2 separate regions of the Mus musculus genome follow, and region 1 is linked to region 2. Evidence: chromatin contacts called from public HiChIP or PLAC-seq data. All regions are on one chromosome and are shown on one strand. The core of a region is the stretch at or near the end of the contact, and the rest is flanking DNA. Distances in the headings are between cores, read along the strand shown.

Region 1 (5,823 bases), core at 1,793-4,292, 400 kb after region 2:
AGACCCAGCCCATTATGGGCGGCCCCATTCCCTAAGAAGTGAGGAAACTAAGCTGAACCCAAGTAGGCAAGCACGTGTGTTCTCGACTGTGGATGTTGATGTGAGCAACCACCTCACATTTCTCCCTGGATGCTCCCTGGAGGCAGGTAGACTCACTCCACAAGGTCTCGGCTTCTTTCCTAAGGGGGATGGCCATGAAGAACTCTAGAGGGACCATGAGATGAGTCTGGCTCTGGGAGCATCTCCCTCAAGCCTTTCTACTTGAAAGCTTGAGTGTGCATACAGGGTGCCATACAGCTGGGGCTTCAGCATCCCAGAGATGATATAGGAAGGACTGTGACAACAGTGACCATCCATGAACTGGAACTTCTTAAGGTAAAAATCAACTTGGTCACTTGGTCACAATGGTCACTTAAAAGAGAGAGAGGAGAGGTTGCAACATGCATACATAATTCTTCAAAGGTATTCATCTTGGTTTTTTTTTTGGTTTTTTTGGAGATAGGGTCTTGCTAGATTGCTTAGGCTAGCCTCAAACTCCTGTGCTCAAGGGACCCTCCTGCCTCTGCCTCCCCAGTAACACAGTAATGATTTGAGGTGTGTACCATTGTGTCTGGCCCTTCATGTAACTGTAATGCATCCCTTGACCAGACTCTACTTTATACTGTTTTGAGGAAACCTCAGAGAAGTAGTCATCAGACTGACAGATGATGTTATCAGTTTTATGTATACTAACTGATGACATGACATGCTGGGTTGAGTGTCAACACTGCCCCTAGTCCAGAACAATGTGGTATGTGAGTGTGTATGGGGGGGTGGGGGTGGAATGGGACATGAAGGATGGAGGGAAGGCTCCAAAATGATTCAAAGCAGCATGCACTCCACTGCGGCTTCCCAATGAGCCACCTAGGCCTCCCTTACACAGACTTCACATAGACCGAAGTGATAAACGCAGTCCCACCCCAAGGCCTGCCTCTGTGGAGAAAAGCAATACAGAAGCAGGAAAAACAGAGCAATAAACCAACAACTGGCCTTTAAACATATCAAAAGCTAAAATACGATGTGTAATTGTCATTAAAAAAGAAGAGAGAGAAAACTGAGAGAACATTCTATGACTGAGCAAATGGTGTCTCTTTGGTGAGATTTTCTGCCATAAAATGGGACTCAGTAACCCAGAACAGCTTCTGCTTCATCTCAGGGAGACAGTTTCCCTCCTTAAGAACAGCAAAGGGATACTAAGGGCTTGCGCCTGAGGCAGGGGAAGCGGCTGGCTGGGTCTCCCACCCCGAGGCAATGGCTTTCACAGTGTACCCTTCCCATCCTGCACATTCCAGTTTCCCCACTCAGAAAACTCACTTGCCAGGATCAACTAGAGTCAGCCCAGCCTGCAAGCCCTGCGGGGTAAACAGCTCCTATCGGAGCCTTCCTTCCCTGATCTGCCTCACAAACTTCCTACACCCGCTGATTCACCCAGCAGACAAGCGGGGTCCAGCCAGAACTCGTTCTCCTTCCTCACTCACCCCTGCAAACGGGGACCTGGTGGAAGTTTCTGATTTCAGCTAAGCCTTGTCATCCCCAAGGGACTTCATTCCAGCCCCTCAGAAATCATTCTCCGAGCCCTGTGGCTGACTGCTCCACTCCAGGCCTGCATTGCAAGAACTGTCTTAGCAACCTCAGTCTTCACAATGCTTACCAGAGGCGGGAAGAGAGAGAGGGTGCCCACATGCATTATACCAGACCGGGGCTGAAGGATGCAGGCCACAGACTGTAAACAAACCTGCCATTAAAATTTCAATCCAATTTTTACTTGGATTTCACGATGGTCGGAGGTTACACCCAATCAAGTTACTTGTCCACAGCCAGGAAACAAAGAGTACATTTTTGGCAGCTACTAATTTATATATATATTTATATATACTAATCTGTATATTTGTATATAAGAGAACATCAAGAGGAAAAGGCGATTACCTGGTTTGCTCCTGCTGCAGTGTGTTGGGATCAGGTATAAAATATCTTACTCGAAAATGCAGGGTACAGGGAAAACCTCCTACAACATTTTTCAAAAACAGATTAGGTTTTCCCTTTAAACAACAAGAAAGTCCACGTTCATAGCTGCTAACTCTCCCATAAAGGAAGTACTTGTCACTCCACCACAAGGTTTCCATTAGAAAAGCCCCGGCTCCCAATACAGAGTGTTTAACTGTTCAGAGGTCTCCACGCACACCTAATGTATTTATATAGCTTCAACGGTGGTACCACCCACTTCCGGCTGTATGTCTGCCTTAGGGTCCTGTTCAAACAATGATATCTATATTAAAAGTCTTAAATTAGCTTCTATACATAAAACTCCCGAAGGTCTGAAGCTTACATTTACATAGCGACTTACACTCTCCCAACATTTCCACGCAGCATCTAGAGCCTTAACACCGCTATGGGTACCTGCGGGCTGAGTGGTTCCACTTTACAGATGGAGAAATGTAAACGGCTCTCTGGATTAGGTAGCCAGTGACAAGACCAGAACATCTGGTAGCACTGAAGTTTCTGACTTGATTATTTTCTTTAAAAAAAAAACTGGAAGCCATTTTTACAATTTCAGTTCAGAGCGTATTAAAATAGTCACGGGGATCCTGAGTGTTACACAAGTCACTCAGATGTTACTCAGGCATGAACACCAAGTGCCAGTTTCCTTGTGTGGCTAAAACTGGCTGTGTGTCTGATACAAGATCAGACCAGCTAGGGTTAGGACAACAGAAGATCAAGACATGTCGCCAAGACATGGGGAGACCTTTTGACTTCTTGGTTAATATGCCAAGGTCCTGTCTGCTGGCTCACGTAGCACTCTTCGGGCCCTCTGAAATCCAAGTCCTTCTGTGGGCTGCCCAGCTGGCTGACCCTTCTGCTCATCTTGCCTCCTGCCTTGTTCACTGTGGCTCCACACTTCCTCCACACACCCCAAATCTCTTAGTTCCTTCCTTTGTCAGCTCTGGGCTGGTACCAAAAGAATCTTTAACAGTAAGTCTGTGCCTCTGTATACACACCTAGCTGCCAGTGGGTGGCGCTAACTCTGTAGGAAAGTTTTTCCATTCCGTCTTTGTCTTACCTCCTCAGTCTCTCCCTTCCATTATTGTTACTTTGGTGTCTCAGGCATAGTCTCTGTGTTTTTCTTATTTCTTCTGTGGATTCAGAGCGTGCATGTGTGTGTGTGTCTGTGTGTGTGTGTGTCTGTGTGTGTACACGCACGCGTGTGCAGAGTACTATCATAGAATTCCTCTTTTCTACTTCTACACTTGATCATGACAGCAGGGTTCAAATCTGGTTTGAATGCAGTTCCCAGGCTTGGCAGAGTGCTTTGCCTTGGTCTGAGCAGTGGGGATGTGTCTGCTGCAAGGACAAGCCAGAGAGAGGATGACAAACAGTTGCCTCATGTAACTGGCCACGTCCTGTGTGTCAAGCATTGTGAAGGGTGTGGGGCTGAGTGGAACAGAACAGTCCTGAGAGGCAGTGCAAGCGCCTCACTGTGAGAAGACAGCAAGAGTGCTCAGCCAGCCACGAAGGGACAAAGAAATGAGAGGGAAGGAGAGAGTTGGCGCTTTCCTTCAGATAGCAGGAGGTATCTGAGGAGCCCTGAGGAATAGGAGATGGGCATAGGGACAAAGAAATGCACCTACCACAGAGAGAGGAGATTAAAGGGTGGTTCTGCAGACTGATCAAGTTAGTCTGGAACACTAGATATGTATGGGGCCAATGAGAGCCATGAGGAAAGCCAGAATGAGAAAGGATGGCCAGAGGGAGTGGGCATGGCTGGAGTAGCTGTCTCACTGGAAGCTGAGAGCAATACAGGGGCCCATTCATGGTGGATAAGACAGCATCTGTGCTGCTGTATGAGGGTGTGTGTCGGTCTCCCTTTATGTGTGCAGGAGTCTGCATGTGTACGTGGAGGCCACAGGCTGAAGTCAGGTGTCGTCTTCCACTGCCTTCCATCTTCGTTTTCTGAGACAGGATCTCTTACTGAACCCGGGGCTCATCCTTCGACTCGTCAGCCTGGCCAGCCAAGTGCAGGAATTCCTGTCTCTGTCTCCGGAGCTGGGATTCTGGGCATGCACCACAGTTCCCAGCCTCTTGTGTTGGTGCAGGTCCTTAAGCTTGGACAGCCAGCTAAGACATCACCCCAGCCCTTTTCGGTCTCTGCTTCTTATACTGGGCTAAGAAAGACTATCTATCCTTCATCCACCTGCTCCCTTAGAAAAATAAACGAACGCTCCCTTGTCGAGCTGCCTCCTCTCCCCTCACCCTCAAGGTTGCCCTGAAACACCTCCCCCTGACCCCACCGCCACCTTAAGTCCCCCATAAGGAGAAGACAGTTTGCCGTACACCCAGCGACCAAGTGAAGCAAGAGCATACTCACCTTTCAGCTGCTTCCTGAGGGGTTTGCTTGCCTCAAGCCATCTCTGTGGAGTGAGAAAGATAAGCTATGAAACCAACCCAAGCAGGGAAGCAGCACATCGTACATGCGAGCACTCACAGGAGAGTCCACTGGGTCGTCGCCATGTTGCAAGCCGAAGTATTCCTTCTCCGTCACACCCAGGTGGCCATAGGCCATATCCAGAAGCGACTGGCCCAAATCTTGTTTCTAGATCAAAACCATCAAGAATTAAAATGAACCAAAGAAATAGAAGTAACCATTTTTTTTTAACAGTAGGCAAAGAAAAAGTAAAACTTTCTGAGATTTTAAGAATTAAACACTTCCCACAGTAACAAAAGCATTAATAAATTTCAAGTTACAAGGCTGAAAGGAGGGATACAGAAGTGGGGTTAAGACAAACTACATTGACATGTTTTCAGACATTCTGGATTTTTTAAGGGACTGAGGAGAAAGGTGGTTGACTTCTTGCCTTGCAAGCGTGAGAACCTGTGTGTGTACAGGGGAAGACACGACCCTGGAACTTGCTGGCCAAGCAATCTAGCTAAATATAGAAACTCCAGGTTCAGTGAGATCATGTCTCAAAAATCTAAGGCAGGGGGCTAGAGAGATGACTCCATGGTAGAATGATTCCAGAGCTTGCAGAAGACTAAAGTTCCATCCCCAGCACCTAAGCTGAGTAGCTCACAACACTTACAACACCAGCTGGGGAGGGGGGAGGGGAAGGGTGCGCTAATGGCCTCTTCTGGCCGTTGATTGCATGTACATTATTAACACAGACACGAAAACAAAAATATATCTTAGTTGTGATGCACATTTTCATTCCCTGAACTCAGGAGGCAGGGGCAGGCAGAGCTCAGTGAATCTGAAGCCAGCCTGGTCGACATAGAGAGTTCAGACCAGCTGTGGCTACACAGTGAGACTCTGTCTCAAATAAGTAAATAGATTAGATAGATAGGTGATAGGTAGATAGCTAATAGATAGGTAGACAGACAGACAGACAGGTAGAATGTTGAAAAAAATAAAATAAAGAATAATGAAGATACCCAATATTGGCCTCTGGCCAGCCTGGCCAACTCATGAAGCTCTAGGCCAGTGAAAGACTGATGGTTTCTGGGAAATAATATTGTAGGTTGTCTTCTGGACTACACACACACACACACACACACACACACACACACACAGACACACAGACATAGACACACACACACACAGAGACACACACACACACACAGACATAGACACACACACACACACACACAGAGACACACACACACACAGACTCGTGCGCGTGCACACACACAGCTTAACTTAGCTTTCTTAGGTTGCCTCCATCCCTTAGCTGAGGTTCTCCAGTGACTTCTAAGTTGGAAAACTCACACATTACACAGCAAACACGCCATGAC
Region 2 (5,089 bases), core at 794-3,293:
TTTTAGCAGCAAATTACACTTTTCCTCTTCTGCTCTCTTGCTTTAGAATAAAAAACACAGCTCCATAGTACTGGTAAAAACACAGCTCCATAGTACTGGTAACGTTTTAGCAATGATACTATACAAAGTTACTGTTTTTTCAGACTGCAGCTCTCTGGATAGTTTTTCTACACTGGAACTTTTTTTTTGTAACTACTCTGCCCTGCTCACATCACCTCCTCTTATCTCTAGAAGGGACATGGGGGTGGCTAAAAAGCAGACAGACTACTGGAGGCAAGCTACCTGGATTCAAACCCCTCTTGGGCATTTAAGAGTTGAAATTCCTAACATCAGGTTAGCTGATCTAACTAACGGTCCACTTCTTCATCTGCCTTCTGAGAGAAACAACCCCACACCTCACCTCAGGGGTGGCAAGAATTAAATGAGTTAGCACTGGCAAACTTCTAGTACTAAGGAGATGGGTAAAGCCTAATCCGCCTCTAGCCCATCACTCTCATCTCTCTCCATTCCTCGCCACTTATGGGGTGTGGTTGTTCTGGTGATGGGGAGTTCGGGGAAGTCTCCAGGGTGGAAGGAGATGTAAGTGCTAGAAAGGAAATGGCGGCTCTTCCATGCATGCATGCATTACTCAGGAAGACAGAAAGCCACAGAGTGCCAGGTATAGTCACCATTGCTCCATTAATCACAGGATGCAGGGAGGAAAATGGGGATATTTACTTCATTAGCATTAGAAGAATTTCAGAAGCATATAAAACTACAATTTTCAAATATTTTTGCGACCAGGCTGGAACAGACAGTATTTAAAAGTCTATGGAATAGTGACAACCTCCCTTTCATTAAACGTGTTTATGTAAGGCATTGGTGGACAGGAGTTGAGGTTGTTGTAAGAAATCATCTTTTAATTTGGAGTCGGATAAGATAATTTAAGATTCTTTCTACCTCTAAAATCTTGGTAATCCTGGCATGAGTCACCAAGGTGTTACAGGCTTAGTATGAGTCACACATCGCCAACGCACAGCCAAAGACAAAATTCCTCCCTTGGTGTTTGGCACAGTACCATAGCTGTAGATGAGGAATTCTAGCCCTCGGGTTATGTATACCTCAGCTCAGAGAGACAAACTTTTTTTTTTTAATTAAGCACATCCTAGCTGATTCTAGACTTCTTTTATAACTCAAAATATAATAATGCACTAATCCCAACTGAGACCTTGCAAAAGGTGTGCATCAATCAGGATTAAGCACTCCTTCCTGTCACTCTACAGAGTTCTAGCAGACAGAGGTGGTGGGCAGGCAAATGACAGGGAGAGACAGGACAGGTGGCCGGAGTGGGTGGGAGTTGGGCGAGCCCACACATGACCAAGGGAACAGGACAAAGGCCTTGGAGAACACGCTGGAGTAAGAGGCAAACTGGAATGCCTTAGTCTGCACCCAGCGCCTGGGTCTGGCCTGCGATGCGGACAGCGACAGCGGCGGCCGACTGAGCAGCGGCCGCCAGCTTGGCTCTGGAAGTCAGAGAACCCCATAGGGGTCCTACTGACCCGCGGCTGGGCCTCACTCGGAGCCACTGGGCCAGGCGGGTCCGGCTGCCTAGGCCGAACAACGCACCTGCTGGGCTCCAGCGCTTCCAGCGCTTCACCGCGAGCCCAGGAGTAGCCGCCCGGCTCTGGGCCCCCACGCGAGTCCCGCCGTGCCGCCGTCTTGCTCGCGCAATGCGGGACAGCGCCGCCTCCCGCCCCGCCAAGCCGGACCGAGGAAAGAGCGCCCGCCGCCATCGCGGGCAGCGCACACGGGGACCAGGGGCCGCGGTACCTGAGAAACCAGGGGCAGAAGAGTCTGTTCCACCGAGCGCGTCCTGATCTCCAGTCCCGAGTCGAAGGTGAAGCCAGCCGCGTTGGAGGAGTGGACAGCTCCCGCACCGCCACCGCCCGGGACTGGAGAAGCGGCCATGGCCCTCCACCGATAGCACAGCGCGCTATCCGCACCTCTGCCTGCCCGCCAACCAGCCTCCGGGTTGCCCGCCGCCTCGCCGCACCGAGGCCCCACCCCTACCCTTGTGCCACTACTTCGGCCCCGCCTCCATGCGACCCTGGGCCCGTATCCCCGCCCCCAGGCCTGTACCACCGCGCGGGCCCCGCCTTCGAGGCCACCCAACTCTAGCTAGTTCTGCCCAGCACCCTAGCCGAGCCCCCTCTACGTCCCGCCCACTGACCCATAGTCTGGCGCGTAGCAGTCCAGGATCATCAGCTCCGCCTCTAGGGTGGCACGCCCCACCAGCTCCGCCCTAATACCTGGGCGGCCCCACCCATCCACTGCCATAGTCCCACCCCGCGGACCCGCCCTCTGGCCGCCCCTGTGCCTCTTTCCTCAAGGGTGAGTTCCAAAGCCTAATTTTATCTAGAGCAGGCCACCCGAGAGCCTCCACAAGTTTATGTGGCCTCTTACCAGAAGACAACTGTCCCCAACAAAGCTTTCCACCAAATCCATTTGCCTCAAAAGTCAATTCTGATTTCCCGTAAATATTTCTACATGTTTTTATGGTGTTGAACCTCTGCCCTGGGACTGAGACATCAATTACACTTGTAACCATCTTTCTTTCAATGGCTTCCGAGGAAAGACAGTCCCATTTCGCCTCCACTTCTATGTTCTGATTGTATCTCTTACAGAGTTGAAACATTTGATAATATATTCACATATCTTGATACTCAGCAAGAAGGCAGTGTATCTTGCAGTTACCTTTAGAATTCACCTTCAAGAGAATCAAAAACAAAAGTTTGGGCTCTGGCTAAATAATACCTTTTAAAAACTTGTAACATTGTTTCTAATATTAGCCAAGAACTAGCAGCATGTTAACTGCTCCTTGAATGAAAAGATGTGTCTGACTGAAGTCACTTAAGGCTAAGAATCCATTCTCTCAGCCCAACCATGAGCTCACACAGAATCCCTGTGGTGAGAAGAGGTGCCAAAGCGCCTTTTCCTCCAGTTTCCAGGAACAAAGCCAAGGAAGGCATTCAGAAGCCTGTGTCTTAAGAAAGATTCTACACTGACCTTAGGAAGGACCCAGCGACTGACTAAGCAGCACAATAAAGCATTTTTGAAGGACCATAGCTGCTAATGAGCACACGTGGGGGCAAAAAGGAATCTGAGACTGGCTTTCTTCATCAAGTTAGGCTGATGGATTCGGCTTGCAGTGTTGGAAGGGAAGCTGAAGGACTCAGTTTCACCTGCCCAAGCAGCATGGGCATCTCCGGTAATGGTATAAAAGAGCTCCTGAATTCAACTCATCCTCCAATTCTTTTTTTCTTGTAAAGTGTGTCTACACGTGGGCATGTGTCCGTGAGGGCAGTGCCTGAAGGACAGAGGCATCAGATCTCCTGGAGCTGAATTAAGGGGGTTACCAGCCGTCCAACATAGGTGTTAGGAATTGAACTGGCTCCTTTAGAAGAACAGTATGCACCCTGAGCTGCAGAGCTTTCTCCAGGCTCCTTCTCCCAACACTTACCTTAACCCTCTCTCACGCCTGATCTACAAGGCTGCCTCCCACCAAACCACTGAGGACTTCTGCCTCAGCTATGGACTCTTCTGGCCTCTTTATGGTGTAAACACTTACTCTGCAGACAGCTTCCCTCATGTAAGATGACCCAATTTCATAAAAATACTGGCATCAGTATAGATAGTGGCACCAAAGGTAGGATACCCAGGGAAAGTCTGGACAAAGTTCAAATTCCTCAAAAAGAGGAGGCTAAGTTTATCACCGGTTTCATTCAACATTTGTAACTTTATTTCAAAATATAAATATTTTACATTTTACAAAGATCATCAACAAGTTGTGAAAGCAAATTAAAGCTAAGAAACGGCATTTGTGTAATAAAGAATATTTATTGTTTCATCTGAACACTATTTTTCCTTTCAAACCATCTCCTTCACCTGAGAATGCAGAGGCGATATATTTTCAGAGTTAAATAATTACAGCGGTATGTTCAATCTTAGTTTCACAATCAAACAGTATCTGGAGTACAATCCAAGTCCCTGAACAAGTGGCACTACAGGGACAAAATGTAGTAAGAGTTACACTTCTGGGTCACTCCAATACAAAAGAATTGGTTTTCACAATAAGCAAAAACAGTGTGAAGATCTGTTTCCATACCTTTTGTTGTATACATAAAGCTAGAAGGAAAGACCAGTATAAAGAACTTTGGACTTGGAGTCAGAGACTCTGTAACCAAGTTCTGGCTCTATCCTTTTAGGATGTAAACTTCGGAGAGAGGAGGGCAGGAGGGGGAAGAGACAGAATCAGCAACCAGTTTTTCAGGGCTCCTAGGACTCTGACCATACAGTCACTGCGATACTGCCTGGCTCACAGGGAGTCCTCAAAGGCGCCTGAAGATTATAAAGTGCCACACAGAAGCATTGCTAAGCTGCAGTATCAACATCACCAATACATTTCCATTAGTTAATTAATTCTTGGGTAACTTGCAAAATCAAACACAAATACTGACTTTGTGTGCCCCAGGTGGGAAAGAAACTCCTTGCAAGGACAGCTCTGGGCAGCTAAGTCTTTCTGGTAGCTCATTGCACCGCTGGGGCTTGTTACCAATGCCATCGCAGCACCATAACAAACTCACTGCCAGTATTTTCACTGGAAATCGTCTTCTAGAAGACCTGTAAACTTGACCAAAAACTGGTTGAGATGCTCAGAGAAATGGGGGCGAGGACAGGAGAACAATATCAAGTGCAACAGTCTGTCCCCTCCTAAGATCAAAATGTGTCATGGCATAATAGAAACTCAGACAGCCCAGGGAAAGGAAATAAGTTAGCATTCCTCAATTTTAATTGACCATGGAATCTCCCCTCCCACGGCAGCTTTTCTCTTACAACTCTATTAACTGTGCATACAAGTGCTATAGGGAACTTTCCACTTTTCTCTTTTTTTATTTATGTGTGACAAAAGTGACTGAGCCGTGAGGAAGACAGGAGGAGCAGAAGGCAGGCTGATGGAGAGGACCTGTTCCATCTGAATTCGGTTGCTAACTGGCTGCTGCGTAAGCTACTTTACCCACACATTGGTTTCCTTGTCTAAAACAAAGGCATA

The links. HiChIP or PLAC-seq counts read pairs in DNA pulled down with a chosen protein or histone mark.
Region 1: an H3K4me3 HiChIP or PLAC-seq map of embryonic hindbrain shows a contact between it and region 2, with 4 times the contacts expected there. The contact joins the enhancer-like site here to the promoter of Ctnnal1 in region 2. A contact is called at or near these places in 5 of 39 promoter capture datasets (the 3T3-L1 cell line, cranial neural crest, frontonasal cranial neural crest and 2 more), 1 of 15 datasets of contacts at CTCF or cohesin (pro-B cells), 1 of 484 Hi-C or Micro-C datasets (embryonic stem cells) and 5 of 115 datasets of contacts at active chromatin or transcription factors (embryonic forebrain, embryonic hindbrain, embryonic stem cells and 1 more).

What each region holds. Positions count from the first base shown.
Region 1 is chr4:57,260,464-57,266,286 of GRCm38.p6, forward strand. Ptpn3 (protein tyrosine phosphatase, non-receptor type 3) reads right to left here. Exons shown (of 26, transcript NM_001384115.1): 3 at 4,520-4,627; 4 at 4,403-4,445; 5 at 1,966-2,044. Among named protein-coding and RNA genes, the nearest start is that of Gm12536, 36 kb to the right of the region's middle. Within about 2 kb of position 3,043, at least 20 of the 459 cell types and tissues checked have an H3K27ac peak or open chromatin away from gene starts, as enhancers often do.
Region 2 is chr4:56,863,168-56,868,256 of GRCm38.p6, forward strand. Ctnnal1 (catenin (cadherin associated protein), alpha-like 1) reads right to left here and starts at 2,044. Exons shown (of 19, transcript NM_018761.3): 1 at 1,810-2,044. The coding sequence starts at 1,947.